3 separate regions of the Zea mays genome follow, and regions 1 and 3 are each linked to region 2. Evidence: chromatin contacts called from public Hi-C data. All regions are on one chromosome and are shown on one strand. The core of a region is the stretch at or near the end of the contact, and the rest is flanking DNA. Distances in the headings are between cores, read along the strand shown.

Region 1 (3,533 bases), core at 718-3,217, 180 kb after region 2:
AGAACTCTGTTATATATTAATGATGTGACATTCGTTTTTTTATTATGAGTCATCATATGTGTGAGACTCGATTCTACATAAGTTCGCAATCAGATTTTGGACTCTCTGAAATTCAGGTGTGACACGCATAACAAAGGTAGAGCAGATACGCCGTCCAGCCACCTGGCGCCTCCGAGTACCAAACCACCTCGAAAAAAAACTCAATAGACTGAGTTGTGCGGCGAAGAGTCAGGCCGGGACGTTGCTTTCCTCACCCGAGCACGAAAAAACATTCGTGGCCCCTGTTCCTTTTCCTGCCATTTTCGCCGAGGAAGCTTCGCGACAGAAACCATCATTAGCTCCTCTGCAGTCTGCACCCGAAGGCGCTAGCGCGGTGCTAGAATATGCAGCCGCGAACGTGTCAGGCTGGCTCCGGCCCGTTCCCAATCCCGCGAGCATGTGTGGTCGCGTTCGACTTCTTAAGTTCTCTCAGACAGCCAGGCTCGCCCAACTGCCAAGTGCTGGCCCGTCTGTTGGCCTCATCATCATCGTCATCATTCTGCTGTCGCTGCAGCAGTGGACAGGAGATTACCCTCCCCAATTCTATAAACTGGAGGACCGATCTCGTGTTTAGGACTGTAGGGTGGTTCAGATACGGGGCATGTTGCGATGTCGTCTCTACCTGTAGCCTGCGTCTCATCAAAACAAAAAAAATGCATCTAGCGTGTGCCAAGGAATAGGATGGGATAGTTTTTGCCCTGTCTTTTGCTCAGACAGGGACAGAGAGCAGAAAAAGGACACCGTTTCGTTTCGCAAACCCACCCACACCCATCCACACACCCACACAGCCCACAGGGGAAGACGATACAACGCGTGGCTACGTCAGAGCTGTGCCATGCATGGGCAGACTTTCCGGCAGCAGTTGGTAGGTACTAGGTACTAGGATAGATTAGGCGGAGATCGATATGCACGAATCTCATTCCAATTCCAACGCCAGGCAAAAAGTTGTTGCTGCTATAGGATTAGGCGGCACACGAACTAGTAGAGTTTAGACTCTAATCTACCTCGTGTTCTCTAGCGTTTTGGACCAGCACTCCATCATCGTCCTCGTCGTAGCTTGCAAAGCCGTCGTGACGTTGACACTTGGCCATGCATGGCATATGGCACGGTCCGGCTAAAACAGCGGCGACGCCCAGTTCCGTTACGCGCCCCGGCTGGGTTTAGCTAGGCCATACCATATCGATCCCTTGCTTGCTTTTTTTTACTTGCCCTTTCCACACAAGTTGCAAATTAAGCGTCACCTGCGGACCTCCGTTTTTTTTTACTTGCCCCAGACGAGCACTGAGCAGACAAATCCACGGCTCTTCTCTGCCATCGAACGAAAGTTACGAAACCGCTCTGTAACTAACTAACTACTACGAAAACTAGCGCAAGCCGCCAGCAGCAGTAACCGGATCGGATGAAACACCTTTGGACTAACTACTATGGACTCGCTAAACTATTCGTAGGTGTGACGCTGCACAGTTATAGGGTGTTTAGTTTGATGAATCATTTCATCTAATTAAATTGATGTGGTGTATTATAGGTTTATTCTTCAAATTTGGTGGGGTGACTACATTACTCATATTAGTACTAAGAACTAACTATTAGAAATAAGGTGATGATAAATCAACTTATTATATTTTTTATAGACCAAACAAAAAATAGTGAGAAACAAGAAGATGATAGACTAGCTCATTACTCAAATCAAACACATCATTACTCACCGAGTCACCCGGTTGCTGTTTTCCCTTTCAGCCTTGGGGGAGCTGTTGGGGACTTTACGAGCGGTGACGCCGTGCGCCCCAGCTACCAGTCACCATGCAGCGTTGTCCAGTCCAGTGGTGAGGTGTGGTGTTCTCTCCCGGTGTTTGTCCCCTGTTTGCGGCGGGGTCACATCACCCGCGGTTTTGGTTTTGCCGCGCGCTCAAAGTCGTTGCCAGAACCACAAGCCGCGCTCCTCCAAGTCAGGGCCGGCCATCCGTGCGGGCGCTCACCGGTTGGGTGCGCTGCGCCCGCGATGCCATCGCCGTCTCCCCAGCCGCGAGCGCGCGCGCGCTTATAAAACGCTTGCCTGCCCACCTGCGCTTCTCCCCAACTAAGCCTATCTCTCTCTCTCTTCTCTCCCAGACCTTCCCTCCGGCCAGCCTCAATCTCCCGCGTGAGCTCCTCGAACGCACCTCTCTCGATCCGACTGACATGGCCGGCGCCCAGTCCTGGAGGACCTACCTGTGCTGCGTGGGCGGCAGCGCGGCGGTCGAGGACGACGGCTCGACGCTGCGGCGGCGGCGGAGGCGCGGCTGCGGCGGCGGCAGCAGCAAGGACAGCCCGAGGTCGTCGTCGTCGCGGATGTCGCTCACGAGCCTCGGCTCGTCGTCGGAGACGCTCTCCCCCGAGGACCTGTCGCTGACGCTGTCCGGGTCCAACCTGCACGCCTTCACGTACGCCGAGCTGCGCTCCGCCACGGCCAGCTTCTCCCGCGCCAACTTCCTCGGCTGCGGCGGGTTCGGCCCCGTGTACAGGGGCGCCGTCGGCGAGGCCCTCCGCCCGGGCCTGCGCGCGCAGGACGTCGCCGTCAAGTACCTCGACCTGGAGGGCGGCGCGCAGGGGCACAAGGAGTGGCTGGTGAGTGGATAATGCATACGCCGGTCACCGGCTCGATCGACCGGATCAGACGCTGACCGAACCTGCGGGGGGTTTTGTCGTTTTGTTTGCTCTCGCAGGCTGAGGTGTTCTTCCTCGGGCAACTGAGGCACAAGAACCTGGTGAAGCTCATCGGCTACTGCTACGAGGCCGAGCACCGGATGCTGGTGTACGAGTTCATGAGCTTCGGGAGCCTGGAGAACCACCTGTTCAAAAGTGAGCTCTTTTTTTCCTGCTTCTGGTCGCCTCGCGTGCTAGCTTGGTCGATTTTTTTTTTGAGCCCAACAAGCAAAGCCTCCGGTTTCCGTTGCTTCTGTTTAAAGTCGTAGGACTAGGTGAGCTCTGTAATGTGCCTTCTGGAGGAGCAAAATATTTTTTTGCCTAGTAGATGCTGTATACGCTGCCAGGTCGCATGCCTACACATGCACAAGCCTTGGTCAATGCCGGGGAGGAAGTAAATACTCACATGAAACGTCCTTGTCGCTGCAGGTACCAACGGCGCCCTCCCATGGATGACGAGGATGAAGATCGCCGTCGGCGCGGCCAAGGGCCTCGCCTTCCTCCACGACGCTGACCCGCAGGTGATCTACCGCGACTTCAAGGCCTCCAACATCCTGCTCGACTCGGTAAGCGAGCTCATAGCTATATATATATAGTTTCCCTTTCTACTTGCGTCAGGCAAGCACTTCCCGTCACAGCACACTGCTAGGCACTCGCCCACAAAAGGACGCGGTTCCGAAATGCAAGCTCACTTGCAAACGGTAACTACCAACAAAAGAGGATGACAAACCTGGGGCCCAGGTCCCACAATTGCATGAATTCAATTTACCAGCAGAAATCTTATAAAAAATACTGTATTAATTTTGAACCTT
Region 2 (3,936 bases), core at 969-3,468:
TCTCTTTCGTTAAAAAAAACTCTGGGACGAAAGATATCAAGTACTACTCCTAGCAAAAATCAGCTTCAACAACAGATATATCTATTTTTTTACACAAAAACATCAGATATATCTATCACAACCCATCCTGGACCACACCCAAAGTAGTTTTAAATTATTTATCAGCATGGTTTGAATGTGCCCCACCCTGATTACTTTCAAGACCATGATTGATTTAAAGGACATGAAGACGATGCAAGTAATTTGGATACAGACTCCAATCTGTACTTCCTGTCGGATCCCATCTGCACCTTTTACTGGTAAAGTAAGCATGCACCAAACACAACCATCATTGACATGATTCTCATATATTATTACTTTTTAGTACATTAGAGAACAAGGTAAACCAGTAATAACATATGTTCCATCCAGTTTCCTCTAGGAATGATATATATAAGAAAAAAGAGAACGAAAAAGTGGATGTTGATTTTTCAGTAGTTACCTGAAGGTCCAGCATGATCCACAGTGGCCCTGGTTTTTCACTGGGCTCACAATCCCATCCTCCCTCCAGTCTTTCTGCAGTAACCAGACCAACATCACATACACATTTCACATCATAATGCCCAAAAAAACTATAGCATCCAAGACTAGTTGAAGTATTAATTTGTAACCACGTCACATGGCTCAGAACTAGTAAAGCAACGCCTTGCAAAACTGCGAAAACCACTATTGGACTAGTAAGCATGTATCTCACAACTGCTGTTCTATAATCATTAAAGATACATGGTTGCTAACAAGGCACCAGCTAGTTAATTAAGGGGGTGTTTGGCAGACCTCGTGAGGGGCTCCTTGAGGGGAGCTGGAGCCGTTTTGGAGAAGCTAATTTGTGGCTCCTCAAAAGCAGCTACGGCCCCTTTGTATTTCACTGAAAATGGTTCTTCCTATAAACTGTTTGGTAGGGCTTTTGTTTTTCGCTGAAAATGGCTCTTCCTATAAATAGTTTGGTAGAGCTCCTCCGGGGAAGCCGGAGCTGAGAAAGAGCTCTCCCAAAGAGGCTCTAAACAATTTTGCGGTTTTGTTGGAAACATAAACCAAATTTGAGAAGTTCCACTGTTGCAATTAGTACTGCAAAGAAAGGGACCATTAACTTCATCATGTGATGGGGCCAAGGAAGGAAGTGGCTGAAAAACATTGCTTGTCATGGTGGGACCGGCAGAGCAAATAGGCAAAAGCTAGAGACCACAAAGCATGAAAACAACGAGAAAATACTGCAGCCACAGGCCCACAGACAAGCTGCGAACCCCCCTGTAAAGCGGTAAAGCCTAAATAAACTGAACCAACACAGGGCCGTCTCATGCCGTTACAAATGAAATCACAGTACCAACGTGGCTACAACCTACTCGCCTGCCCGTTTGGGAGTCAAAACGTTACGTTACAAGACAGAGAGGATTATCTGTGACGAGTGACGACCGACGAACAGCTTTGGTAACTCACCGTCTCCGGCAGCGCAACGGCGGCGGCGCGCATCCGGTGGTTGCCGGTAAGCGTGGCGGAGCAGTTCTGGGCTGCGCCGAGCCGGGTCGCACGGAACTCCTCCCAGCTCATGTCCGCGAAGCCTGTACACCAGCCACACATAACAAACATATGAGAATCCGGGACGCGCTGAAGCCCACGGTTACAGATTGGGGCGAGGAGGACTGAGGCGGTCAAGGTCATACGGTTGATGCCGAGGCGGTAGGAGAGGCCTTTCCGATTGGTGGAGCGGACGAGCTGGAGACTCTCGGAGAAGATCCTGAACCGCTTGTGGACCTCCGCCGCGCTCTCGTAGCTCTTGCCGTACCTGTATCGCGAGACGGCGGCGGCATAACCGCAGAAATCGTGAGGCCATCATGGAGAATGGAAACGGGAGGGCGCACGGCGGCGGGGTTTGGACCGCTGGCCGCTGGATTAGGTGACTGGGTGCTCACCTCACAGCGAAGCGTGCGAAGCGGAGCGCGTCGCGGGTGCGGCCGAGCGCGGCGAAGACCGTGGACTCGAGCGCGGAGGCCGCGCGGTCGGTGACGGGGCGGATCGGGTTCGAGTCCGCGAAGCCGGAGTTGGCCGCGGCGGCGGTGGCCGCGAGGGCGACGACGGCGAGGACGAGCAGGCGGCGTGGGGCCATCTCGACGGCGGGACTGGCAATATTTTACTGGGTTCTGTGAGGGAGTAAGGCGAGAAGAATGGCCTGCTGGCACGAGCGTCGGATGTCCGGCACCACCCGGCTGCTATATACTGCGTTGGGCCCCTCCATTCCGTTTGATAATTTTTTCTATTATGAAGTCCTACTATTATCCACTGTTTTTTATGGCGTTAAATTTTATTTTCGATGCTTTTGTTAATCACACTTGACACAGTCGTTTGATCGTCCAACTTAAATATCAGGTAACTACATCTATTAAAAAAATGAGAAACATCAGCGCGTTTCAAACGAACCCAAACAGACTCTCGGTTCCGCGTTCCAAAATTGGTGCAGTGCAGTTGTTTAGATCCATTTTCCATTTACACTTGCGAAGCAAAATTCGTAGTATACCCTTGCATGCAGACAGTGACAAAACCAACCGTGACGCCATTGGTGACGCTTGACTGAGCATGATTGAGCTCGGAGAAGGAGATGCTGATTGGGCCAGTGAGAAAGTAGTGAAGATGACGCGGCGGTGAATCTAGAGAATCTATTCCAATTTTCAAGGCATGGCCGCATGGGAAGATATTTTGCTGCTGGGGCTGGGAGGCGACGACCGCTTGGGATTGAGCCACTTGCCGCATTGAATGGAGCGCACAGAAACAAGACGACGGCGATGGAGCAACGTCTCGGACACTACAAGCGGACATTGCTGGTGTGCCTCTTTGGGTGAAAATTGTGCTCATGACAATTGACAGCGTAGAAATCGATTGAGTGCTAATACCATTTCTCAATGATGATTTCATAACACTACTTTTAAAGCTGTCATATCAGTATCTGTATTCAGAGTTTCACTCCTCATGAAACTCTCTCCCTTTTTTATGAAACCCACTCATATATCTTTTTATTAGATTGCATATTATGTCATCATGTTTGCTTAGTTGGCATGCTATTTAACAAGAATGAAATACACATAAAACTCCCACTAAGAATGACTAACAATATACGAGAAACTTAGGGCTTTGGAACCTAGGGTAAGTGGTTAGGAACCAAGTCAGATCAAGTGACCGATGATGCACAAGAGTGGGTAGACGACGTGTCATGCCTGGTTGTAGGCCTCGTAGAATCAGGTCGCATGGCTTGGGATGATCTTAGATTGAGGCTATGGCTACAAACCTAGCAACATCTTGCCACCATTATTTAGGAGTCGCTTCTCCAACATCATATATACACTAGGATATTGCGGTGGAGGGCCTCCACTACATCGAGAGCTTGTCGGAGACAAGATGTTGCTACGAGATGGGGGTGCTCGTTTGCAGAGTGCAGCAAAGAGGGATGGATGGTTATGAACGTTGGATATAGATCTAGTGGCCAGTGTTGTGGTTTGTACATGTTTGTCCGAGGCATACAGTTTGTACTTGATCTGCCGCCAAAAAATTAACATGACTATTTACACACGATTTACACTGAACGGTTGGTTTACACATAATACGTTCTCTATAGCTACTTATATAGCATTCTTTCGTTCAACCGCCACAAGATTTGCCACGAACAGAAGATTTTTGTGCTGGATGTGGGAGATAAGATACTTCGAGTGAGAGTACTTGCTCGATACACGGCAACGGCATCATTCTGAAAGTAGAATCAGAAGGAATATTCTCTATAGGTGAACACGTCAGTTGGATGTTACGTATTATTTATATTACGCCCCGTTTGGATCATTGGAATTGAATTCTATTCTAATAATAGTAATTTAGGCATATATCAATTAAGCTAATTCAGTTTTATACAAAATATAT
Region 3 (3,909 bases), core at 1,060-3,559, 240 kb after region 2:
CCACCCCTTTTAAGTATTCATGGCATTCACTGACTGCCACCGGAAACTAGCTCCGGTGTTTGGACATCATATATTTGGAGTGGCCTGGGCATGTTTGGATGCTGTTGCCACAGCTCCTCGCCGAAGCCGGGGACGGACTGACGCGCTGCGGAGGAAAAAAATGAACTAGCTAGTTGTGTCATCTCTGCGAGGTTAGAGATGGCAATGGGTAACCGCGACTCGATACCCGATGGGTATTTACTCCATTAGGGTATGTACGTGGGCTAAATATTCTACCCGTGGGTCTGTTATTGGGCAAAAATCTTCACCCAATGGGTAAACGGGTATTAGAACGTTCCACCTTCACCCATACCCGTTAACCCATGGATATAAAATACCCAATATAAACTTAGCCCAAGCATAAACTTGGAATTTTAGTCATCCATCTTTTTACTATTTAACAACCTTTTAGGCCATAATGTCATAGAAGGCTTAACGACAATTTAATTACCATGTAATGGAACATGTAATGATGCTAGAAATTTTGTAATGGTATTTAGATGGATATACTTAACATTTGTATAATATAATATTTTGATAGATGTTTAATTTTTGTGGGTACGGGTGACCCGATGGGTGACCCATACCCACCAGTTTATATGAGTGACCCAATAGGGTTATTTTTTTGTCGTTGGTATGAGTATAGGGTAGTAATATCCGATGGGTATTTACCCATTGTCATCTCTATGTGAGGTGCTAATCAAACACCAGAGCAGCATGCCGCACTTTGCAGCAACGACGAGATGTTGTTGCATGGTGAGGACACGAGCCAAATAGGGCCTACGTGAACCGGAGACATCGGACAGACCGATATAAAAAAAAAAGTGGATCTGAGTCTCAAATACGGTGAGATAACTAATTGACTAGCAATAAGACTCCTGCTTTGCTGAGCCAGTAAAGCAACTGAAGCTGCAAGAGAGGAGATAAAAAGAAGACCAAAGCACGCCTGACCAGTCAAAAAGACGCTCGTTTCCCTCGATAAAAAAAAGAGGAAATCTAGTCCAGAACATGGAAAGCCCCAAACTGTGGCAGCCCAGCCCATAAGCAGCAGTAGTACATGTACAGTGCGGTACGGTACGGTACGGCGCACCGTGCACCGCACCATGTTTGCCTCTGCACGAACCCTCATGATGATGCCCGACGAGCCATGCCGTGTGCGTGTCCGCGAAGCAAGAACAGCAGGCGGACACGCCCACCCGCTGCTCCACGCGCAGCACTGACAGGGGCAGGCTGCGGCAATGGCACTGCCACTGCCCATGCCATGCCCCCGTCACCTCTATTCTCCCAAGGAACCGAACCGCACGCGCACGGCCCAAGAGCAAGAGGTACAGCCGCGGCACGCCCGAAGAGGGCAACTGGGGCAAAACCTGTCGCTGCGCCCTCGGGTTTAACTGCGCTGCCGCGATCCGCCGCCCTCCCGCTCTCATCCCCATACGAAGACGGAATAGATGGCGTGGTGTGCTCCAACGATCGACCAGATTTCGCACCAACCTGCCATTAAAAACTACTGCATCTCCCCACGCTAGTGCTGGAGCTGGGCCCTTCTACACACTGCACGCGACGAATCGGATCCTACTGGTGCTGGTAGTGGCGAACTTTATGAAGGTTTTATTAAATTGGGGCAAGTCAAAGGGGGAGTCGAACTTTATGAAAGGAACGCTGCTGCCGGCGATGCCTCACCTTGAGGAATTCGATCTCGCGGTTGAGCATCTGCAGCTCCAGCTGCGACCGCCGGCGGCCGCACAGGTCCGGGTACCTCGGCGGCGACTTGGGCCGTGGTGGCTCCAGCACCACCGCCACCTCCTCCCCCATGGACCTCACATGTACTAGCGGAGGCTAGCAGAGTACCTCCCACACCGTACCGGCGCACACCCGGCTAACGAGTCCCGGCCGGTGTTCGGGACTAGAGAAGCGGAATGTCGAGGAGCGAGTGGTGGCTGGCTGATGGTGGTACGGTATAAATCGCGGTGACGAGCAGGGGGCACAGCGGGCTGAGGCGGTGGAGGGTATCGCACGTACGAGGCGGGTGTGGCGGACAAGCTCGCGTTCGCGCGCCCGACGGAAGCAGGGCGAGAGGATGCGGAGGAGGTGGTGGGAGGTCTGGATGAGGAAGCGAGGAGCCGGACGTCCCCATAAATCACACTGTGAGCGGGGGCGACGAGAGGGAGAGAGAGGATGGCTGCGCGGGCAATAATGGCAGAGAGGGGGGGACGGCGTGACGTGGGGTTGAGAGAGAGAGAGAAACGGGAGAGCGGGGGCAGAGAGAGGAGGGGGAGCCGGGGAGGAGGAGGCTGCTGGGGTTTAATTGGTGGGGGCTTGTTTGACTGCGGGGTGGGCTCCACGCCCACAGGGCTGGGGTTTAGCTTGGACGGCGTGGGACGGGTCAGTAGGATCACGGACGGCGTGGGGTTTGCCTCCGTTCATGAGCTCAACAGTGCAAAACCATGATCGGCGTCGGTGAAAATCATGCCGAGCGCCGACCGCGGCGACGATCTGTTTCTGAACTTCAGTTTTTTTTAGGAGTGTTTGGTTGCTTCTGCTAAAGTTTAGCCCGTGTCACATCAAACGTTTGACTTTTAAATAGGAGTATAAAATATAGACCCAACCAACTGGACTAGATTCGTCTCGTCTTTTAATCTTCGGCTGATAAATTAGTTTTATAATCCGACTACATTTAATACCTGTAACGGAGGTTTAAACATTCGATGGGACAGAGGCTAAATTTTAGCGGGGTGTAACCAAACACCCCCTAGAGGATTTCTGAACTAAAACAGGCCTGGATCTGCACAGGGTCGCTCGGCTCGTGTCCTCCGGCAGAGAAGCAATGACCCTACCTGATGCAACAGCCCAGCCTATGAGATTGATGGCAGGTGGCAGCTATGAGAATATCATTTCCCTTTACAAAACGAGCACACGTTGCTCAAGATTCGTAGCCAGAACTACAACCTTTTAGCTATAATGACTTTTGACTAGTGTCGCTAAATACGTGCTATGATGTCATGTTTTTTCGTCCTGGAAAAGCAAACAGTGTCTCGTCTCCGAAGTGGATTTACATTCTATGAAAAATTTTAGATTTATGTTCTTGTGTAGGAAAACAATTATATTTGGAATGTAGGAAAAAAATCATGTTCATGTGTATTTCACGTAAATTTAGATTCATTCTAAAAAAATTACGTGTTTTTTGTGTGTGTGTGTCAAAATTCATAAGTTCAGAGAGTAACCCTAACCTTTTGAAGACCTAACCTATAATATCTCTCGTCTAACACCAGATCACTTAGTCAGAGTAACATGATGAAAAGATGGTCCCGAGTTTCGGGCGACGGTGTTTACGATATTTTGATCCTTTATTACAGTTCCTAAACTTCCCAATGCACACTGACACATCTCTACCGATCGCAGGTAACCCAACAGGGGTGAGTGCGGTGGTGCTGGTGCCCACGTCGGAGCGGTACTCTCCCTGATCTGGCAACGGGAAGAAAGCAGAACAGCACGGGGGACCTCGCGAGCCCGGGTGTCATTGTCAGCAGCGCCCGTACCGCGGGCCGTACGGAATGTCTCCTCGCCGGCCCACGCGCACGTCGGAGCTGGGCCCCACTGACGCAGTTGCTGTGGACTGGCCTGGGGCTGGGCCTGGGCCTGGCTCGCGGGGACTGAACAGCGCCCGGAGCCCGATCGAGCCATCGCAAATTCGCAACCGCGTGGCCGCTACTGCACACTGCTCTCTCTCTCTTTTTTCAAAAAAAAAAAGAAAAAAAGGAAAAGGGACGAAATTTCAATGCGCTCTCGGGCGGTGCGCTTCGTCCTCCGCTGCAGGAGGCCTGCTGCGAGTCTGCGACCCTGTGGGAGTATTGGTCTGTTGAAGTTGGAGCA

What was found. Hi-C and Micro-C count contacts between places; a contact is called where the count stands out from the background.
Region 1: a contact with region 2 is called in a Hi-C map of ear, with 3 times the contacts expected there. The contact joins the promoter of LOC103634152 here to the promoter of LOC542451 in region 2. A contact is called at or near these places in 6 of 25 Hi-C or Micro-C datasets (bundle sheath, ear, leaf and 1 more).
Region 3: a contact with region 2 is called in a Hi-C map of tassel, with 3 times the contacts expected there. The contact joins the promoter of LOC100285835 here to the promoter of LOC542451 in region 2. A contact is called at or near these places in 2 of 25 Hi-C or Micro-C datasets (leaf mesophyll and tassel).

Annotation. Positions count from the first base shown.
Region 1 is chr7:127,106,532-127,110,064 of Zm-B73-REFERENCE-NAM-5.0, reverse strand. LOC103634152 (serine/threonine-protein kinase) reads left to right here and starts at 1,967. Exons shown (of 4, transcript XM_020541272.3): 1 at 1,967-2,643; 2 at 2,742-2,877; 3 at 3,151-3,287. The coding sequence starts at 2,218.
Region 2 is chr7:127,282,264-127,286,199 of Zm-B73-REFERENCE-NAM-5.0, reverse strand. LOC542451 (cysteine protease 2) reads right to left here and starts at 2,218. Exons shown (of 8, transcript NM_001112009.2): 1 at 1,947-2,218; 2 at 1,698-1,819; 3 at 1,474-1,595; 4 at 482-555. The coding sequence starts at 2,140.
Region 3 is chr7:127,038,070-127,041,978 of Zm-B73-REFERENCE-NAM-5.0, reverse strand. It overlaps LOC100285835, which reads right to left and starts at 2,309. Exons shown (of 5, transcript NM_001158725.2): 1 at 1,720-2,309. The coding sequence starts at 1,851.